3 separate regions of the Mus musculus genome follow, and all the other regions are linked to region 1. A link is a contact called in public promoter capture Hi-C data. All regions are on one chromosome and are shown on one strand. The core of a region is the stretch at or near the end of the contact, and the rest is flanking DNA. Distances in the headings are between cores, read along the strand shown. Region 1 holds the start of Rasgef1b (RasGEF domain family, member 1B). Region 2 holds the start of 5430416N02Rik (RIKEN cDNA 5430416N02 gene). Region 3 holds the start of Hpse (heparanase).

The links. Promoter capture Hi-C pulls out the DNA fragments that hold promoters and counts their contacts.
Region 2: a contact with region 1 is called in a promoter capture Hi-C map of pre-B cells, with 4 times the contacts expected there. The contact joins the promoter of 5430416N02Rik here to the promoter of Rasgef1b in region 1. A contact is called at or near these places in 3 of 39 promoter capture datasets (hematopoietic stem and progenitor cells, hippocampal neurons and pre-B cells), 4 of 484 Hi-C or Micro-C datasets (CD4 T cells, CD8 T cells and regulatory T cells), 3 of 115 datasets of contacts at active chromatin or transcription factors (embryonic forebrain, large pre-B cells and pancreatic cancer cells) and 1 of 9 other capture datasets (adipose tissue).
Region 3: a contact with region 1 is called in a promoter capture Hi-C map of pre-B cells, with 2.5 times the contacts expected there. The contact joins the promoter of Hpse here to the promoter of Rasgef1b in region 1.

The regions. Positions count from the first base shown.
Region 1 is chr5:99,251,438-99,254,242 of GRCm38.p6, reverse strand. Rasgef1b (RasGEF domain family, member 1B) reads left to right here and starts at 1,316. Exons shown (of 14, transcript NM_181318.4): 1 at 1,316-1,529.
Region 2 is chr5:100,428,206-100,431,153 of GRCm38.p6, reverse strand. It overlaps 5430416N02Rik (RIKEN cDNA 5430416N02 gene), which reads left to right and starts at 1,619. Exons shown (of 5, transcript NR_034038.1): 1 at 1,619-1,828; 2 at 1,916-2,057.
Region 3 is chr5:100,718,334-100,721,033 of GRCm38.p6, reverse strand. Hpse (heparanase) reads left to right here and starts at 1,318. Exons shown (of 12, transcript NM_152803.5): 1 at 1,318-1,642. The coding sequence starts at 1,440.

The DNA of each region.
Region 1 (2,805 bases), core at 67-2,566:
GGGTTGCCTTCTCAGCAGTCTTGAGAGCTCACAGATGTTACAAAGGGCTTTTCTGGTGGCACTACTAAGAAATACTGGTTTAGTTCAGCCCTTTTAGTTTCTTGCTATGTGAGCAGGAAGAGTGTGCTTTGCCCAGTGTCATATGGTCTACTTGTTAATTGACTCAGGATGGAAGTCGGCTCCTTGTGTGGACCCATTCTCCTTCACAGAACAGACACCAGAGATAAACAAAAGGCTCAGGGTTTTTAGAATAAACTGCGGGGCTTAAGGAGAAGCATCTGTAGAATATGCGTAGGATAGTGAAGCAGGAAGTATGAGAGAGACAGGGACCAGCCAAGACCAGCCAAGGAACATGAACGTTAGGTTAAAAGAGGCTCTTTCCATCCCAGAGAGAAGATGCAGGGACCTTAGAGGAGGAACCGTGTTGCTCCATGTTAATAAGGCCAATTACAGTCTATGGGATGGTCCTACAGTGTTTATGTATGAACGGAAGCTTACAAAGCCTGCTTTTCATACTCAGGGTCACAGCTGCAAAGTCTCCAAATCTTGTGCATTTCCCCCCATGGGTAAGGTATCTTTATTTCAACTTCTTCCCTTACCTTTCTATCACGCGTAGGAGAGTATTGAGTTCTTACCTCTATATTTATTTTTTTCTTTTCTAAAATAGTTATCAGGTATTCAATGGCTGATTCAATTAAGTAGCTGTCTACAATGATAAAAACAACCTTCACCGAGGACCAGCCTTACACACTAGAGTATCTTCCTTTCCTTTGCGAAAGTTCTAACACCTGTAATTTTACATGTGGATTGAATAGCAGTTTATTTAGCGTTTGCCCTCCAGGAGCCAGTAAGCTTCTGGGACCAGCCGGTTGCGGCCACCAGTGTGCCCCCAGCGTTTATTACAATACCCAACACTCAGCAAGTGCTTCGTGGTTCCTCTCAGATCTCCTCCGAAAGTTACACGGACAGTAACCTTCAGCTCATAATTATGATAATAGATACTGTACAACGAGTCGAGCCGGTATTTACAGGTAGAGCACACAAGGCAAATGAATACACACTCGGCGACACATGAGTGCACAAACAGCCGCGGGCAGCGACACGAAGGAGGAAACGCGCGCCGGAGTGGGCCCTGCCCAGGCTGCGGAGACCCGCTGCGCCAGCAAGCCAGCCTCTGCAGCGTGGGTGGGTACGGCCGCAGCGTCACGGGAGTCCCTACCCGCGGAACCCTGGCAAGTCCCCGAGCGCCCGCTGCAGGGCGGCGTGGGCGGAGAGCTGCGCCACGATTGGCCAGCGCAGGATGGGCGTGGCCTGCGGCGGGCGGGGGCGTGGCCTGCGGCAGGAGGCGGGCATTTCCCCAGCAAGGGGGTGTGCGCGGCTCGGGCTGGAGTTTCAGTATAAACAAGGACCCCGACTGGATCGGCGGGTTTTCCCTTTCTTCTGGCGTTCGACCCTTCCCGGTCCTGAGCTCGCCTTTTGGGGCGCCTCGGTACGGCAGCCAGGAGGCAGAGGCTCCGAGCTGTGTGCGGGTAGGTGCTCCAGGGGACCCCGCGGCGGGATGGCGGGAGCGGGCTGCGCCGGCGCTGCTCCGGAACGGCGCCGGCTGTCCAGTGCGCCCCGGCGTGGCGGGAGATCCTCGGCTGGCGAGCATTGGCAGAGCCACAGAACTAGGAGTTCTCGCGCCTGCTGCTTCCGTGCCCCGGGCTGCCGCGCTCCCAACAGGTGCGGGGCTGAGCACTGACGACCCGGGGACCCGGGGATCTGGGGACGCTGTGCTGCGCCTCGCCCCGGCCAGGCCTTCTGTTTGGAGATCTTAGATATTGAGGGTTTGTCTGAGTTGGAGTCTCGTTCATCCTTTTTGCTTTCCCTCTCAGCTTCTTGTGCATACCTAGGGTTGTTTCCATGTACTTTTTGGCTAGTTTCCTAGGGTGCTTGAGAGTGTTCAGGCTGTTGTTTATTTTTTGCTGCAGTTTCCTTATAATTTAAGGTCTGACTCCCAGGAACAGTCAGGGAAACAGGACTTGTGTGTTCCCCAGGCTCGTATGCAAACTTGAACAAGTAGCCTGTTTTTTGTTTTGCTTTGTGACCCAGGTGAGTTGCCTTCGGACACTAGCCTGGGTGATAATAACGTGGCCCGGGGTACCTGGTAGCCTCGTGGGCTGAGTGCGTGAGGGAGGCTCCTCTTTATTGGAGAGCCCCGGGAATAACTTCAGCAGCACTGTACTAGAGAAAAGGGCAAACGCGGAAACGGAGGTGTTCTCTCTCGCTCTCTCGCTCTATCGCTCTGTCTCTGTCTCTCTGTCTCTCTCTCTGAGTGTGCGTGTGATTTGACTATTCCTTGCCACCTTACCCCATCCAAATTGGTTCAGTTCAGGCGAAGCACTGTGGCTAAGGCACTGACAGTGCGGCGAGGTGTTCTCTCGCACAGCGTGGTAAAGGGCGCTAGGAGAGCATCTGGGCTGCAGTTTTCTCTTGTGAATGTAAATGTGCCCGTTTGCAGATGGATTCGGGGCGTATGGTGTATATGGATAAATATGCACGCATACTTGTGTATGTATGTTTGGGTGAACGCGTCTCCAAGGAGTCCTTCGTCAGCAGCGCCATGTGACAATGGCCTGGAACTGCTGGTGTGCGTAGAGCTATATTTAGCCCTGACAGTGTCTCACTGGGAGGACGGGTCTTGAGCTGGGAGGATAAAGCGGGGAAGAATCCAGGAATAAGGTTATCGAGCTCTTGACTGATGTCTGGCGCAGTCAGACTCAGATGGTGAATAATGACTCCTCATGAGTGCAGTAGCTGGAGCGT
Region 2 (2,948 bases), core at 370-2,869, 1.2 Mb before region 1:
CCTGCCTTTTTCTCCTGAGTGCTGGGATTAAAGGTGTGCACAACTATGCCTGGTGTCAACACAATGCACCTCCCCCTTCCCAAAGCTACTCCAAGTGGGCCTGTCAGTCACCTGAGGAGAAACAAAAAACCCACAAAACACACACACACACACAACAACCCATCAAAACCAAACCAACTGTTTGTTCTAGAGACATTTGAGTTTTAAACCCTTTCTAAGGATATAGGCTGGCACCATGAATCTCCTTGGCCTGTGTCTATTTTTGCCCCTTGTTTTTAATTTATGTGTATGAGTACACCACTGCTCTCTTCATACACACAAGAGGACATCAGATCCCATTATAGATGGTTGTGAGCCACCATGTGGTTGCTGGGAATTAAACTCAGGAGCTCTGGAAGAACAGTTGGTGCTCTTAACCGCTGAGCCATCTCTCCAGCCCCATTCTTGCTCCTTGTGAGCAGGCTTTTATGCCAACAGTCTTTTTGGCCATTGTTTCTCTCTCCTTTGGGTTCCTTCACTTTCCAGTACTAAAGCCCATTTATCTTCAACAGTGCTCTCTTGTGTGCCTCATCTGAATTATTTCATTGACAATCACAAGAAATGAAGAGCTCAGGTGAGTTCAGATGGAGAGCCAAACAAAGGTCTAGAAGTTGCAGGTCCAGAGCCAAATTATCTTGTGCTATCTTTAGGAAGAGCCAAGAACGATATTCATCCAAAGCAGCACACAGCTCTGGTCTAACACACATCTCCCGACTAGTACGGAGAAGCTTGGGATTTTCAGGGGGTTGGGGGTGGCGAATGAAAACTGATTCAAGAAGGAAAAGCTAACGTTTGGCACTTAGGATGGTACTCGAATCACGTGTGAATTTATTGTTATTCAACAAACCCTTGACATTGTAAGAAAATGCGACCACGTCTCACGCGTAGTGCAGGGCTGGGTCTGCGAAGGCTGATGCACCAAGATCCCAAGTGTGAGGCCAGCTTGAACTACACGTGTTTTCTCGGGTCAGGCTGATATAAAAGGAAGAGAGCACCCCACAAACCAACCAAAAAGGTTCTCCTTGGGAGCTAGTGTTTAAGTAGGGATTGATTTCGCCTACTTTTCTCCTCAGTATGCCTTCAGCATGGTATGACTGACTCTCACCAACACCTCAGAAAGGCTGAGATGACTGGTGCTCACCAAGTCAGACGCCCAATAAACGGCAAAAAGAAAGCATTCTGAGTAACGTCCCTCAAGCCGGAAGGCAAATGCGGAGCACCAGCCAGGTCCGGTTGCACATGTCTGGCGACGCTAGCCGATGTGCCGCCGCCCCACCTTTGCAGTCCCATAGCAGTGCCTGGGCTCGGCGGCTGCGATCGCCCACACAGCCGGAGGACAGGTCGAGACACTCCACTAGCAGTCCCCAAGGCTGCGGTCCCCTGGACAGCAACTTCCGGCTATCCTACTCTGTCGAAGTCCCTTTTCTGGGCTCCCGCGAGAGCTCGAGTCGCGGTAAACTCTGTTCCGCATGAGGACTGGGCGGCTTGACCGGAAGGGCGGGCTTTGGACATGTAGCCAATCACATACCATGCTATGTCGAAGCAGCCAATCGGAGAGGCCTGGCGCCTTTAAGGGCCTCCGTGGGCACGTTCTCGCTTCCATTCGGTCCTCCTTTTGTTAACGCTCTGGCATCATGTCTACGCCAGCTCCCGCGCAATCCGGCGCCATCGCGCTTTGGGCGAGCATGGCCATGGGGAGTAGAGAGGTGGAAACCGAGCTGACGCCTGCCTGACCCTGGCGATGGTGGCGCGCGCCGGGAAGGACTGATTGGAGAATGGCGCCAAATGGGTAGGAACAGGTCGTGATGTCCGCCGAATGTTGTGTAGCAGGCGGGACAAAAGAGCGATCTCAGGCCTCATCTCGTCTCTTTTGTAGGTCACGGATGGCGAGGGGGCACAGGAGCTCTCGATGTGACCTGGCGCTGTGGATGTGATGCACAGCAGCTTGAGTGGGACTGCTCCGCTGTCCTCATGAGAGAACGCTTTTTCTGAAGATGGGAGGTGGCTAATGAAAGAAGGTGAGGTCTCTCGGGCCCTTGCTGTCTCCAGTGCGATGGGAACTGCACGGGTACGGAAACTTAGGGCCCACAGAACTTTGTTTGAGTTTGGGAATAGGGCATCGAGGGTGGATAGCTTTCAGGACTAGGCGATTTTATTGGAGCCCAGTGATTAAAACCTTTGACTTCTTTGTATCCTTCAAATGATACAAAATTCAATTCCAACAAGTTTTTTTTACCTCCTATTTTACTGAGAATTGAAGTCATCAAGGAATTAATTTATTCATGTTTTTCCATTATATATGCTTTTATCTTATTTGGATGAAATCAACATTTTGCTGGGTTTTTCCTTTTATTTTTATTTTTTTAAATAAAACGCAGCCCATGAACTTCTGGGGAATCGGGTGCTATGGTACAAGTGTTTGCTTGACTGTCAAGAATACAAGGCTGTGTGTTTATCCTTAGGTGAGGTTTTTCACAATTGGCAGTGAGTTAAGTGAAGTTCAGTCTGGTCTCATGTAATCAGCTCTCAGCACATCGGGGTTTTTATCTTGCAGTGCTGGGACTCAAGCCCAGGATTTGTGCATGATTTCAGTCACTGCATCACCAACCTACGCTTGCCTTTAGAACAGATACAATTTTATCTTACTGAGCTGGGCTTGTCTCCTAGAGTCCGTTTTCAACCTGGGGGTGATCTTTCTGAATGGGTCTCCCATGAAGCTGGGAGTAAAGGTTCAGGCCAGTTTTAGAGTAGAGGTCTAACCCCACCCTGTAAAAACATTCATTTTGTTTTTTTAGACAGGTCTCATGTAACCCGGGCTAGATTAGACTTGCTGTGTAGCTTGGCATGACTGTTCTATTGATCATCTTGCCTCCACCTCCCCAGTGGTGTGTGTTCCTGCCAAGCCCAGT
Region 3 (2,700 bases), core at 69-2,568, 1.5 Mb before region 1:
AGATATACATTTCATTAAAAATTCGTTATTATTTATTGCTTTGCTGTTGGTGCAATCTAAACGGAAAAATGTAAGTGTCATTGGCTTACTCAGTAAATATGAATGGATTACCTACTAAAGACCAAGCACAGTACCACGTATGAGCATGCCATGGGTATCCCACAGGCCCCATCTCTGCCATGGGTATCCCACAGGCCCCATCTCTGCTTCGGAGGACTTTTTAAGCCCAGAGATAAGGTGAGCAAGCAATGAGCAACATCACAAGTGTAGACAGTTCTAACATGGAGGATACTGGGAGGATGCTTGCTGTGTGTGCTATGTGAAATGTGTGGTGAGACCTCACACTGGGGAGCCTCAGCTGCCTGGAAGCTCAGGAAAGCTTCCTCAAGGGGACTGCAAAGCAGCAGAGACAGGCTGCCATCTGCTTGGCCTTGTACACCTGAGTTCAGCTAGCGCTGATGCTTGGGCAGATTGGTGTGTGTGAGTGTGTGTGTGTGTGTGTGTGTGTGTGTGTGTAGCATGGTTCAAGCTTCTTTCATGGTAACACACACACACACACACACACACACACACACACAAGCTTCAGCACTTGTTTGCTATCATTATATACCAGTGTAAAATGTCAAGGGAAAACAAAAGTTGCAGCAACCGCAAAAGATGGGTTTGGGGGAGGGGTTGCTCAGGATTCCAAGGGTAGTTGCTTGGGGGCTTCTTGCTGGGTTTTAGCGGTTGGCCAAGCCTCAGAGCAACTCTTAGGCAGGCTCTCCCAAATACTGTTTTCATAATACTGCTTTAAAAACAGGGTCCCCACCACCATCACCACCACCCCCGTGCAAGGACCGATTTCTAGTTGCATTTTAGCCAATGCTCGGATCAGGTTTTTCAAGCGACAAAGAGATACCTGAGATCCTGGGCAGAGGACATCCTAGCTCGGTCAGATTTGGGCAGGCTCAAGTGACCAGTGTCTTAAGGCAGAAGGGAGTCGGGGTAGGGTCTGGCTGAACCCTCAACCGGGGCTTTTAACTCAGGGTCTAGTCCTGGCGCCAAATGGATGGGACCTAGAAAAGGTGACAGAGTGCGCAGGACACCAGGAAGCTGGTCCCACCCCTGCGCGGCTCCCGGGCGCTCCCTCCCCAGGCCTCCGAGGATCTTGGATTCTGGCCACCTCCGCACCCTTTGGATGGGTGTGGATGATTTCAAAAGTGGACGTGACCGCGGCGGAGGGGAAAGCCAGCACGGAAATGAAAGAGAGCGAGGAGGGGAGGGCGGGGAGGGGAGGGCGCTAGGGAGGGACTCCCGGGAGGGGTGGGAGGGATGGAGCGCTGTGGGAGGGTACTGAGTCCTGGCGCCAGAGGCGAAGCAGGACCGGTTGCAGGGGGCTTGAGCCAGCGCGCCGGCTGCCCCAGCTCTCCCGGCAGCGGGCGGTCCAGCCAGGTGGGATGCTGAGGCTGCTGCTGCTGTGGCTCTGGGGGCCGCTCGGTGCCCTGGCCCAGGGCGCCCCCGCGGGGACCGCGCCGACCGACGACGTGGTAGACTTGGAGTTTTACACCAAGCGGCCGCTCCGAAGCGTGAGTCCCTCGTTCCTGTCCATCACCATCGACGCCAGCCTGGCCACCGACCCGCGCTTCCTCACCTTCCTGGGGTAAGTGCAGCCCCTAGGTTCTGTCCCTTCGTCTGTCCTCGGCTCCCCCTCGCCTGTCCAATCACACTCGCGAGGGCCAGCCACTCTCTTCGCTCAAACAACTTTGTGTTTGCTCTCTGGAGCCTCCCTCCTGTGTGCACTCACCCCTCAAAAGACTTTTCCTGATTCATTTACTCAGCGCTTGTTGCCTGGGCACCAGCCAGGTCCAGGTATGAAGTGGAAATTTGGAGGAAAACAAAAACAAAACAAACGAAGCTGTCATAAACCTTAGCACTTTGTCTGGAGCCTTTGAATTTTGCTTCAGTGTAAGACCAGTAAGCTGGTGTCCCTTAAACTCTGTTAGGAAGTTTTGATTTAAAAGAGGAAGAAAGAAAAGATAGGAAAAGCCTCTATGGAGAAGAACCATTATTCATCTTGCTGCCTTTTAAGCATTTAAACATTACTGGGCTGGGTGTGATACAGTTAATGGACTGTGTACCTCGCATGCAAGAAGACCTGCATCCATCCCCAGAGCTGTGTAATCCCTGGCATGGGCACACACTTGCAGACTGGCACTTGGGAAGTAGGTGTAGGAGGATCAGGAGTTAACGGCGATCTTTAGCAACGTAGCAAGTTTGAGGGTAGACTGGACTGAATAGGAGTGGAGGGAGGAGAGAGAGAGATGGAGAAAGGAGCCGGAGACTGACTGACTGACTGACTGGGAAAATGATAGAGGTCAGTGGGACAGACAGGAGAGAATATGACCAAAAATACACTTTATACACATTTGAAGATGTCGTGACGAAACCCCATTATTATGTATAATTAATATATGCTAATAAAAACACCATAGAGGCACGATTCTCCAAGATGAGGGTGCAGAGCGGAGGCTGCCTCATCAACTGCAGGAACCACATCTCTGGCCCCTGTTCCGTGAGTGCAGACTGTCCCCAAGATGAAAGGCTCAGGCACAGTCATAGGCCTTCTAAACTTGGGAGCCTCCAGAGATGACCACGTCCTTTGTTGTTTTTGACATTGTGTAACCACTATTGAAGGCTGACCTTGAACTTTTGATCTCC